Regions from separate parts of the Gossypium hirsutum genome. Here region 1 is linked to region 2. Evidence: chromatin contacts called from public Hi-C data. All regions are on one chromosome and are shown on one strand. The core of a region is the stretch at or near the end of the contact, and the rest is flanking DNA. Distances in the headings are between cores, read along the strand shown. Region 1 holds the start of LOC107936334 (ACT domain-containing protein ACR4). Region 2 overlaps LOC107936264 (ATP-dependent Clp protease proteolytic subunit 5, chloroplastic).

The links. A called contact is a pair of places that touch in the nucleus more often than the background predicts.
Region 1: a Hi-C map of leaf shows a contact between it and region 2, with 4 times the contacts expected there. The contact joins the promoter of LOC107936334 here to the enhancer-like site in region 2. A contact is called at or near these places in 2 of 34 Hi-C or Micro-C datasets (both in leaf).

Annotation. Positions count from the first base shown.
Region 1 is chrD02:47,443,410-47,449,446 of Gossypium_hirsutum_v2.1, forward strand. LOC107936334 (ACT domain-containing protein ACR4) reads right to left here and starts at 4,082. Exons shown (of 9, transcript XM_016869053.2): 1 at 3,815-4,082; 2 at 3,495-3,567; 3 at 3,016-3,088; 4 at 2,883-2,928; 5 at 2,687-2,801; 6 at 2,538-2,605; 7 at 1,865-2,455; 8 at 1,655-1,759; 9 at 811-1,447. The coding sequence starts at 3,498. The coding sequence ends at 1,106. It overlaps LOC107936360 (translin-associated protein X), which reads right to left. Exons shown (of 8, transcript XM_016869080.2): 4 at 5,959-6,037; 5 at 5,732-5,881; 6 at 5,306-5,507; 7 at 4,963-5,065; 8 at 4,495-4,867. The coding sequence ends at 4,965.
Region 2 is chrD02:47,157,160-47,163,220 of Gossypium_hirsutum_v2.1, forward strand. It overlaps LOC107936264 (ATP-dependent Clp protease proteolytic subunit 5, chloroplastic), which reads right to left. Exons shown (of 12, transcript XM_016868964.2): 12 at 3,321-4,697. The coding sequence ends at 4,572. Among protein-coding and RNA genes, the nearest start is that of LOC121215010, 4.6 kb to the right of the region's middle. Within about 2 kb of position 1,477, at least 2 of the 9 cell types and tissues checked have an H3K27ac peak or open chromatin away from gene starts, as enhancers often do. A contact at or near this core is called in leaf, where this site is marked.

The DNA.
Region 1 (6,037 bases), core at 2,832-5,331, 290 kb after region 2:
GTACATCCAATGAAAATCAGTGTGATATGTAACAATGTTACGCAAGCCATGATGAAATTGGACTGCTGAAAGTGTTAAATGACTAAAGAGATTTCAAAAAGGCAATCATGCAAACCTTACCAATTTAGCTTTTGTTGATGCCAATTACGTGGCAACTTCTTGGGGATTTATATTCATGTAATAATTCATCCTATATTGACGTCAAGTCACTGTTTTCACATCAGATTTCATACTGATATTTGATTACTTTGTTTCATATGGTATCTAAAGTTATGATGTTGAGAAAGAATCCGAGGCACCACATGGCGGCACCCTGGTGCAATCGTGGAGTCGCAAGAGTTTTGCTATGCTACTTTCATTTTCCTCAACATTCTGTCAAACTGAATATGATCAAATTCACTTTCGCAAGGATTTGGGTGGACCATTTTAAAAATAAAATAAAATCATTATTATAAATATTGACATATCATCCTTAATCAACTAATTAATCAATGATTTTTCACCTAACAAATCTTGGTACAAGTTGGAAATTGAAGAAAAAATTATAGAAAGAGACCAAAATAAAACACAAAGCCGCCTTCCTCATTTGCATGTTTGATGGCAGGTTGTCACCCACAATTTTTTTTCTTGAAAGCAAAAACTCCCATTGCGAATTTCAATGGGGCTTTATTTTTCTTCAAACAGTTGTACGTTTCATAGTCTTTACAGCTGAGACTGAGAAGCTATAGGTCAAATCAAAGATCCAATATTATAGTGAAAATGTAAACTCGACTTGTCATCAATACAGTGAAAACAAAAAGATCTAAAGGGTTAAAACAATGAAAAGAAATTTATGTATAAAGGTCACAACTCATTTTGACATTTCCTGCATTGGTGGATCCAACTTTAGGTTGGGTAATACACTTTAAATAAAGGCTAAAAGAGGGGGTGAGTTGGGAAATTTACAGGCCCTTTGATTTCTATCTATGGCTTTCATTAACCAGAACAGATAAAAATGGTTCCTAGACTGCAACAGCTAAATTGAACAAAGATCTACCGTAGAATCTAAGCTAAATGGGCTTTGATTTACATGTGGAATGATGAAGATAAAATATTATTATACTCATTAGGAATAAGACCTGACCAAGCTGAAATTTACAAAAGATCTTGACTTGAAGAGACCACCAAATAGGAACCTAGTTGGAGATTCCTGAGAAACTGATTTTACGTCTTCAGGGCTGCCTTTAACTTTTAGTATGGTCTGCCCGATCACTTGCCGGATGAATTCTATGGTCTTGGCATCGACAGGATACCCCGATGCATCCCGAACATAGAATGTGTTAACAGCTTTGCCATCTTTGGTTGTCACTTCTGCTCGGCTGACAGTGAGGCTATTCTCCCTGAATATGCGAGTGACATCAGATAGCAATCCAACTCTGTCTGTTGTGCAAAGTTCTAGCTTCAAGCCCTGGAAGAAGAGTTAATAACATTATTAATGAAAGGAGCCCTTCAAAGCAGCAATAGAACAGCAACAAAATATTATCAGCAATCCATGCAGGTAATATGATGTTATGAAATGCATAGTTTAGGTAAAATAATGTGATTGTCTGAAACAAAGCCAAGAACATACTCCCAGCTTGTGTGTGTACATATATAATATGAAGAATGCACCCACCTCAGATACCCTTCTCTTAATTGCCGCTTCAAGACACTGAGTTACTCTTTGTCTCTCTGCATCTGATTTAACAGGAGATCCATCTACATGACGAATGTAATATTCCTACAAACACAAGATGTAACGCACAAGTAATTATAACCGCATGAAATCATACAAAATCTCAGACTCATGAAAGCGACCATGTAAAGAAAGAAGAAAGCGCACTACCTGATAAGACTGTGGCCCCTCGGTATCAATTTTTGCATGAAACACTACATACCCCATATCGGTCAAGGTGCAAACCGTATCAAAGAGAAGTTTTGGTCTATCTTTACACCTAATGGTAACCACTGAATAGTCCTTGTCATACCAATTCACAACATCCACATTCGGCCTTTGCCTGTCCTCCAAAACATCATCACCGGTCTGTTCATAATCCCTGTCCGCAAACATCATTTGGTGAAGCCTTCTATCAGTATGTGTGACCGAATGAGAAACTATGGTTTTGGCTAAACTAGATTTGTTGCTTCCCTTAAGTACATTGCAAAGAAGTTCCTTTATCCTAGATAGCCTTTCTAGGTTGGTAATTGATGTTCCTGTTTCCTCATCGGTCACTTGTATCACAGCTGCAGCACGGGTGTTATGTGTCCATACTTCGGCATTCACTACATTGCATTTAAGATGCTTAAGGACCGCGCTTAATTCAGATAGCAACCCTGGTCTGTCACTCCCTGTTAACTCAATTTCAGTGTGGTCCATTGTTTGCTTCACCCCAACAGATCTCATTGCAGATGTGAAGCAAGATTCTGGCCCCAGAGACTGAAGAAAAAACGCACAAACAATCAGATAGGCATTATAAAAAAAAAAGCACGAAAATCAATTACAAATTTGAAGTGCTTACCTTTGTAATATAATCTAGAATACCTTCATCTGTGATTTTGTTTCCATCTTGATCAGTAACATTAAAAACTGGTATTGCAAAAACCAAAAGCAAAAAATGAGAATCAATTTACTAGACAAGTCCAAAAGTAAGAAGACGAGATATGTTACCATCCATGAACCAATTGCCATCAGCAGATATGTAGGCTTTATTAATGATAAGGTTAAGATCAGTCAGGATTTGTACAACTTCAAGAAGGATTCCATGTTCGTTTGCACAGTCAACCTGCATTATGATATGGGATAAGTATCAAAAGGTACCGTTTAAAAAAGAAAAAAAGAGCAACACAAAATCAGACAGCCATACCCTTATCACAGTTGCATTCTTGCAAGCTTCATTATCAATCACAACCCTGACAAGAAAGATAAGTAAATATCACTTGATGTTTCTCAAAACTCTTGATCGAAGTACAGATAAAGAAGATGAATTTTTAGCTTACCTGGGCGGATTCATTCTTCTAATGAATTTTTCATATTCATCACCCATGTCATGTGAAAAGCTCATGTTCATCTCTAGAAACGAGAAAACAAAAATCAGCCAATGAAAGAAACTAAGGGTAGTACTTGGAAATAAGAGCACCAATGAGAAATCAGAAAGAAAAAGGGGTAAAAAAAATGCAAAACCTTAAAAGGACTTACTTTGGGCAAGTCAAAAATAAAGGATTTGTTGAAAATGAAGAAAAAGAGGAGGGGTGAGAGAGAAAGAAGGTACAAGTATTCCCAATCTCCACCACAAAAAAAAAACATTGAGAAACTTGAAAAAGAAGGGAAAAGAAGTAGAAGAAAATCAAGCACAAAGAGCACAGCATAAGATTCTAGCTCTAAAAACACTGAAAATTCTCAATGTCAACAAAACCCACAGTGTGGAAGAGAGAATAAAAAGGAATAAGACAGAGGAGATAGATCAAAAGGGGCTTACCCATTATAGTTTCTTTTGAGAAATTTGAGATCTTGGATTAACCAATGTTCCTCTCTTGCTTTTTTAATTCTCCCTTCAACAAGAAAAAAGGGTATTTGTTTACTCTGTCTTTGCAATTATATGAATGATCAGAGAATCACAAATGTAGAATGCACAACTTTATTTACATACTTTTAAAAAAATAAAAAGGAATCTTTAGAGCCCCCTCCCCTGAATTCCCCACTCTCATTAAGGTAACAAAACATTAAAAAAATTACAAAAATAATAATAATTCATGAATCATGAGAATCAGATACACAACGACACGATACTCGAAAAACCTGCGAGCTCTAAAAGCAAGACTCGCTCTTTCTTTGTTTCTTTTCTAAAAGTTGCTGCCTTTGATAGAGAAGGGCGTAATTTAGCAATGCTGCGTATTTTAAAAGAACCAGGGATGGGATGGGATGGGATAGGAGGGAGTGCTAAGATGCACTTGGTTCTTTTTTATATATTTAGGGAGTAATTAAATAATTAAGCCACGTGTTTAAATTAAGGAGGTTGAGATTTAAGAGGCGGTTGATCTTCCAAGGTGTGTGGATAAAACTGCGGTTGTTTCTAATTAGCTGTCAGTATCTTTCCTTGGTTTTTTAAGGTTTTAGCTCTAAATTAGATCTGGATTGTTTTATATGCTTTCTAGTATCTTCATCTTATTTCTTTTATAAGCGACTCAAATACTTACACATAGAACATAAATACTCCGTTAATGGATTTTCACCTTTGATCATGTTACTCACCGTTTTACAGTTGAATTGATAAAATAAAATAAAAATCTAAATGACAAACTAATTCTACAAATTAGTATTTGCAAGATTTATGTAATTGGAAGAGCCCCAATTTGAAGTCTCTGAGGCCTGTCGCTTTGTTTCCAGGCCTTTTTTCCAAATAGACTGCTAATATGGTTAAAGACATGCTCAACCCGATGTTCGTAGAGCTGAGCTGAGTGTACAAAAAGCCCACCAACTAAAGAAGCCTAGTTTTGTATTTATAAAGCAAACATGTTCTCACACAGAAAAGAATGGATGTATCAGATTCCTAAATTGCTTATTCTGTCAACACATATTTCAAAAGTTTTCTATTTCTCAGCTTCATTGTCAACTTCCCATCAACTAAATGAGCAAATAGCCAATGGCCATATGAAAGATCTCAAAGAGACGATAGATGATTTTTAATCCCATGAAGAATTTGAAGAGTCTAGCATGCAAGTTAGTTACATCAACTTTAACAAAGTGCAGTCCAAAAATGCCTCAAAGATCTTTCAATATTGGTGCAAACATTTCCTCAACTACTCCCAAACCTTTGAATCTTGAGCAGGAAACATCTCCTCCGGTCAACAACTGCAGGAATGAAAGTAAATGAAGCTAATGGTATCCTGTATATATGGTGATTAAAACAATACAAGGCAAAAGAAGCTACGAGAAGCACAAGTTACTTTCATAATTCCCCATCAGATACTCCCACTAAGAAAGAACTTGGATCGCTGGACCCTAGAAGCGGAATGTACTCTGATCCTCTCACACGAACACTAAAGCATGCTGCAAGCAACAAAGAACCCATATAAGAGATCCAGCAAAAGAACTATCATGTGGGTACAAGTTTTGCGTGAATTACTGTCAAGTCTCTTAAAACTCTTTAGGTATTCATAGCACATACAAAAACAAGAAACTCGTGGAACTCTTGGCATTGCATATTCATTAGCTTAATGAAGAAATCTTTCATAATATGCTATAAGAAGATTTTGTATTTAAGGGCAAGAAAACCAGCATCAATATTACCATTCTCTATTTTCACAACACTTTGGAGCATTGTATCCATCTTTGTCTTCATGTCAGAACCGTCATCCATAAGTGGGACAAGAAGAGTCAATTCCCTGTAAATATCACGTACAAACTGGCATATTCTCTCAGAATATTCTACTTCACCATCAGATATTCGACCAATTGCTAACCGCATCAGCTCTCCAGTCAAATCTGCTAGCTGTAAAAGAAGAGTAAACATTCTTCCATCACAATGCACATTGTGTGAGCGTATGCGTTGGTTCAGTGTGTCAGAAATCTGTATGTATGTATGCATGTATGCTGAGAATAATAAGTAGGCAATATTTGAACAAAGGATATAAGGATATACAAAAAAAATTAGCATCAAATGTTTTCATCAGCCTCTGCCTTCAAAAGTAAATAGCATAATATTGAGGCATCTACCCCTAAGAGATAGTCAAGGAGGTTAATTTGCAAAGGCTCAAGAGATGGATCACTAAGTGATAGTAAACTAGCATTTATCTCATCAAGATTCAAAAGAGTTCCGGTTTGGCAGAATTTGAAGAATGTTGCAGCTTCAACGTACTCTTGTACCTGCCAAGAAACAAGCATGATAAGTCAACTCGGTAGTTTCTCTTTGGCACAAAAGTATAAGAAGAAAAAGATGCAACCCCCGGAGAGTATGCTCGCCGTAGCTTCCAAAAATCAGTCCCTTGCAACTCTTTCACCAGTCGGGAAATATGCTGATCT
Region 2 (6,061 bases), core at 227-2,726:
TTTGAATATTCTACTAATAATAATATTTAATTCAAATTTAAATAATAATACTTGAATAATTTTAAAAAAAATTGTGAATTAATTTTAAGCAAATGTTTATGGTTTTTTTAATTAATAATATGAAAAATAAATAATTATGGAAATGAAGTGAAAAGTAAATTATTTATGAGAATAGATCGTTTGAACAATAAGGCAGCATTGTCAATGTGTCAGGCGATACTACCCATAATATATAATATTTTAATAAAAATAAATAAAATACAAATAAATACAATTTTAATTTTCAGAAGAGGTGTCGCCAAACAAGGGAACAACGCTCCTTTTTCACACGTTATTTTACTTTTTATATTTTATATTTTTAAACAAATTTTATATGTTTTTATTTATATGTTTGTATTTTATAATTCTATTTTATTTAATAAAAAAGGATAATTTTTTTTAATTTCTTAATTTTATACATTTTTTGGCATTTATAGTTATAAATTTTGAAATTTTAAAATAATGAACAAACCGATAAAATTTTAGTAAAATTGAAATAAAAACATTAGGGTAAAGTACCTAAATAATCACTCAAGTTTTTTAGTGAGTTCTTACTTTAGTCACTGAATTTTTTTTTTTTGTTAATTTCTCCACTCTTAGGTAAATTTCCAATTCTAGTTACTCTAATGTTAAAATGTATTTGGTCACAAAACAAAATACCGATGTCACCTTCTTTTTATTGGTATAATAACAAATTTAGCCCTTAATATTTTTACATATTCTATTTCTAAAAAAAATTCAATACATTTCACTCTCAACGTTTACACATTATCAACTCGTACATTATTCTAAATATTTAGAAATTAAGAATATAAATTAAAAAATAAAACAACTCAATCATTTTTTATAAATATTAAAAAATTCGATAACGAAAACAGAAAGTTGTTAAAAAACTTGAGTGACTATTTAGGTAGTTTACCCTAATGTTTTTAATCAATTTTAGAAAAAAAACTTATCAGCTTGTTAAATATTTTAAATATTCAAAATTTTATGATTATAAAATATTTAAAAATTATAAATTTAGGAATTAAAAAAATTTAACTTTTTTCATTAAATAAAATAAAATAATAAAAACTAAAAAATATAAACATAAAACTTTTAAAAAAATTTAATAAAGAAGTAAAATGGCATGTGAAAAGGGGATGCGACTCCCTTATATGACGACACCCCTTTTGAAAATTATAATATTTTTATTTTATTATTAAATTATTTATTTTTATATTCATATCCCGTGAACCATTCTAAATAATTTATTTTCCGGCCCGTTCCTATTATTAAAGTGAAAAAACCGTTATGCCTATGCTTATAACTAATACTTGAATTAATTGGATAAGACAAGACCCCTGCTTTGGCACTTGTATGAGCTTAAACGTGCCCAACCGGGAGAAAAGATGAAAAGAAAAAGTGGGCGTATTGTGGCAGTGCTGACATCTAACTCTGTAACAAAGTTGTGCATTGTGTTGTAACAATGCACTGCGCCCACCAGACAGACAATGTCCATGGATAAGATCACAACACATTGAAACTTGCCTTTCTATTCCCTAAAATTTTGATCTGGGTTTAAATTATTTACAAACTCAAATGGAAAAGGATCCAGAAGTTAAGTCGGGGATGTTGTGGATGGGCCTCTTTTATCTAAACAATATAAAAAATAAAATTAATGACTGAAATTATATGCCCATAAGATTATTTACCAAAATAGTATAATTTTATTGTTGACAGGCGGCATCGAATTGAAATGTAATGATCTAAAGTATTCAAAGATCTGTTATGTAATTTTTCTATTTAGAATGGGTGCTAAAAAAAGGAAAAAGATACCGCTGACATTGCGAGTGCACTTAAACTTTAAATATGGATAATTATCTTGTAAGTCTTTCTTATTTATTATTTTTTTATTTTCCTTCAACTCACTATATTGTGTTTAAACAAGCCCTTAACTTATTTTTGAAGTTAAATAAGCCATTAACTTATGATTTTTACTCATAAAAGCCCTTTATTTTAATATTAAAGTAAATATATTTTACCCAAAGTAAAGCTATTTAAAAAAATATAAACTAATTCACATTTTATATTGATCTGAATTTGATGAGAATAATTTATTAAATAAAAAATTAAAATTTTTAAATTTCTTGAGAGTGCTTATATACATGATATTCTTAACTACTCTTTTGAAATTTTTGATTACTTTTTTTAGATTTTATGTTGATGTTAAAGTGTATATAATTTTTATTGCATCAACAAATAATTAAGGTAAGAGCTTGAAATTCAAAATATATATATTTACTTTAATATTAAAATAAAGGGCTTTTATGAGTAAAAACCATAAGATAAGGGCTTATTTAACTACAAAAATAGGTTAAGGGCTTGTTTAAACACAATATAGTGAGTTGAAAGGGAATAAAAAGAAAATAATAAATAAGGAGAGCTTATAAGGCAATTAGCCATATTTAAAGTTTGGTGCCGCCACACCCTTTCCCTTTTTTTCAGCAGCCATTCTAAATGGAAAATTGCATAACATATCAATGAATACTTTAAATCATTACATTTCAGTCTGGTGCCGCCAATTTGACAGGCGGCACCAGTAAAATTATACCATTTTGGTAAATAATCTTATAGTCATACCATTTCAGTTATTAATTTTATTTTTTGAATTATTTAGGTAAAAAAACCTGTGGATGGTTTTGATTTAGAAAATTAATTTTATTTTTATTAAATTTAAATTGATTTTTAGTTTTTAGAATATATTATATTTAAAGTAGTAAAATAATTAAAAATATATTTTTTTATTTTTTTACTAAATAAATCATTTCATCAAATTATAGTTTAAAATTTTTAAACCTAAAGTTAAATGTAAAGATAAAAAAATAAATTATAACAAACAATTCAGAAAATAAAAAAAAAAAAAAAGCTAACCTAACTGTACCTGACTCAACACTAACTCTTATTTAAATAGAAGGTATTTGTATTTTTCATAAATTTAAGTTTTAGTTATTTTACTTGTATCTTGACTTTCAATATTTGTCTAGTGGATAGATAGAGTTTCAGTATTTTTTTTATTTTAAAAAAAATCAGAACAGTGTGTAAATTATGATGTGGTTGGAATTTTTCTCTTTTCAGAATGTCAAAGTGTTTATGATTTTGTAGTTCTTAGAGATATATTAATGGAGGTATTATGTTATAAGAACAAAGATCAAAACCATATCCTTGAATCATAAGTAAGAAAACCCAAAGATTCCTTCTTCTTTTTTAACAATGGAACTAAGCATAATAATAGTAAAGAATAACATCAAACCGCTTTTGAAATTGAAGTTTCTAGCGAAGCATTGTTACAATAGAGTCAATTTGGTGAACTCTAATAGGAACTGTCCTTCATAAACTTATACAGAATTCCCTTCCTAATGCCACTTGTTTAAGTTTATGTTCTTCTTTACACAATGTATTCAATGGAACATCAATATCCACAACATGGAGATTGGTAACCAAGGATGAAATTCTCTTCAAAAACTGACCTCTCTCTTTCTTTGACATAGATGGTATAAAAACTAAAATAATTAACAAAGTAAATAAAAAAAGGCATTCATTCAATTCAATATTATCAGTAAAGAAATGTGGTCATTCAAAAAAAGAACCTGGAATGTAAATGTGCAAAGCATAATTACCTTCGATGTGAGGGAAGCTTCTCACTCTACTGGGCTGACCAGTTTGTAAGTAATCCAAAGATTCTTTTTTCATTATCAAGAAAAAGAAATGGTTGATGAGCAAAAAGAGTAAAATATTTTAGCAAAAGAAAATAATGAGAAATTTGTTGTAGTTTGAATTACCAACGGAATTGGGAGGGTGGAGGAGAGAAACAGGAGGTGGAGGGAGAGGGGATGACAATGTCTCCTTCATTTGGGGTTTGGAATTGGCGGGAAGTGACAGCGGAGGGGAATGGTCGGAGTCGGAGCCCGATGAGTCGTCGTCTTCATATGCCACATGTCACAATATTATTTTACCACGTGTCCTAAACTTAACGGCGTTAGGCTCAGGTACCGATTTAGTTGATGGAAAAAAAGTTCGCATACCAATTTGGGACAAAAAAAACCTTAAGTACCAATTTGGGAGAAGTGGACAAGTTTAGGTACTACTTTTATGTTAATCTTTTTTTTTATAAATGTATTTTTAAATAAAAAATTTCATCTACATATTCTAAAAACTTATAAGTTATTCGAACCAAATAAGGTATGAGATGAGCTTATAATCTTAAAATCAATTTGATCATGAAATTTAGATATTAAAAGTGATGGCGAGAATAAAAAAATAATCAAGGGTCACTACAATAGGGTTAAGCGAAAATAGAAGAAAACCTACTAGGCTCCTACTAAAGTACTCGCACTATGGAAGGTCCATGTGTCCCCTTGGACAATTTAATCTCCTTACAATTTATGTGAGCAAAAATATGATGCATTATTACTTTATTGGGAGAAAAATCCACTCTTATCAAATGCCACTTGGCTAGCGTTTAGCATATGTGTATTTGTACATGAGATTGATCATAAATATGATACATAGAAAATTTCTTTAAAAAATGGGGCAGCAGTTTTGGGGTTGAATTGTCTTGTTGGAGATGGAGGGTCAACGGGCTCTGATCTTTCATGATAAATGCTATATGATTTTACCTGTAGATATCTCACTCTTCAAATATTATTTTATATATATAATATTGGGTTGAGGAAAGAAAGTAATAAAATTTCAATTTTGTATCATCTAAATTCATGATAAAATCTCTAGCCATTACTTTATACAAGTTAATGCTTTTTCTTTTTAATTATTAATAAAAAATTAAAAATTAGGTTCATTGTATTCTGAAATCATTTATTGCATCATACCATTAGATTCTTATATTTTTAGCTTATCGATTTTTTATTATATTAATTGAAAGAGGCCATGACAAGCTTGAATATTCTCAAACTCATAACCTTCAAAAGTCTATAACATTATTAGTGTTATTCAAGTATATGGCTAAATGCTAGTAAACAATTTGTTAAAGGTGTTGAAGTTGGTTCACTTAAGTCTGTTTATAATGGTTTGGAAGTTAGTTTGTTAAGTTAGCTAGTATTGGTTTACATATTTGGTGAAGAAAGAAGTTGGAAAAGCTCAAGCTCCATCTATAAGATTTGACCATTAAACAATTCTTGAATCAAGTAAGAATCAATATATAGGTTTTAAAGAATTTGCTTTATGTACTGTTTATTTTTCTATCAAGGTTCTAGTATTTATCTTGAAATTTTTCTTTGTTACAAAGCTTGTTGTCTTATGACATTGGTTTCGATCCATGCTTATTTGATTCATTTAACACATAAAATTCATAGGTTACCCCGAATTTACAAATAGAATTAGAATCTTGCTCATTGTTCTTGTTTTTTCATCTTTGTTCGAATTAATTTGTTGATCTCTATCGTGTTGGTCTTTGTTCATCCAGAAATCTTTATTCTCCTTAATATGAAAACAACTACTTCTATTGCCAAGATTTAATTCAAATATTTTTTATTTTTCAAGCGTCCAAGCCCTTTTCCAATAAGACAATCACTCTTCGATTAGATTAAGCAGGTATTCTTTACAATCATGAGTCATTTATGTATAAGCATATAGATGGATCCTTGAATATTCCTGAATTCTTAACTGATGAAAGTTGAAATAAATTATAAAATATTCATCTTTAGGCAACATTTAGCACACTCGCACTATGGCTTTTAGCTTCCATTATTCCTAGAATATTGCCTGCATAAGTTAAGTGTCATTCTACATATTAAATATGTATTAAGTTGCAGCATAGGTACTCCACCTCTTCTACAACATGAATCATGCACTCACATTGCATGTTACCAGGTTGGGCAGTTGTGGTCACCTTATCTTTGAAACTGTGGACATTTCCACCATATTGATTGGCTTACTAGATGTGTATGATTCTGTTATAGCAATGATAACTTCCATTCAATAGTCATACGATTTACATGATGTTTGTAGTGTGTTAATTGACTTT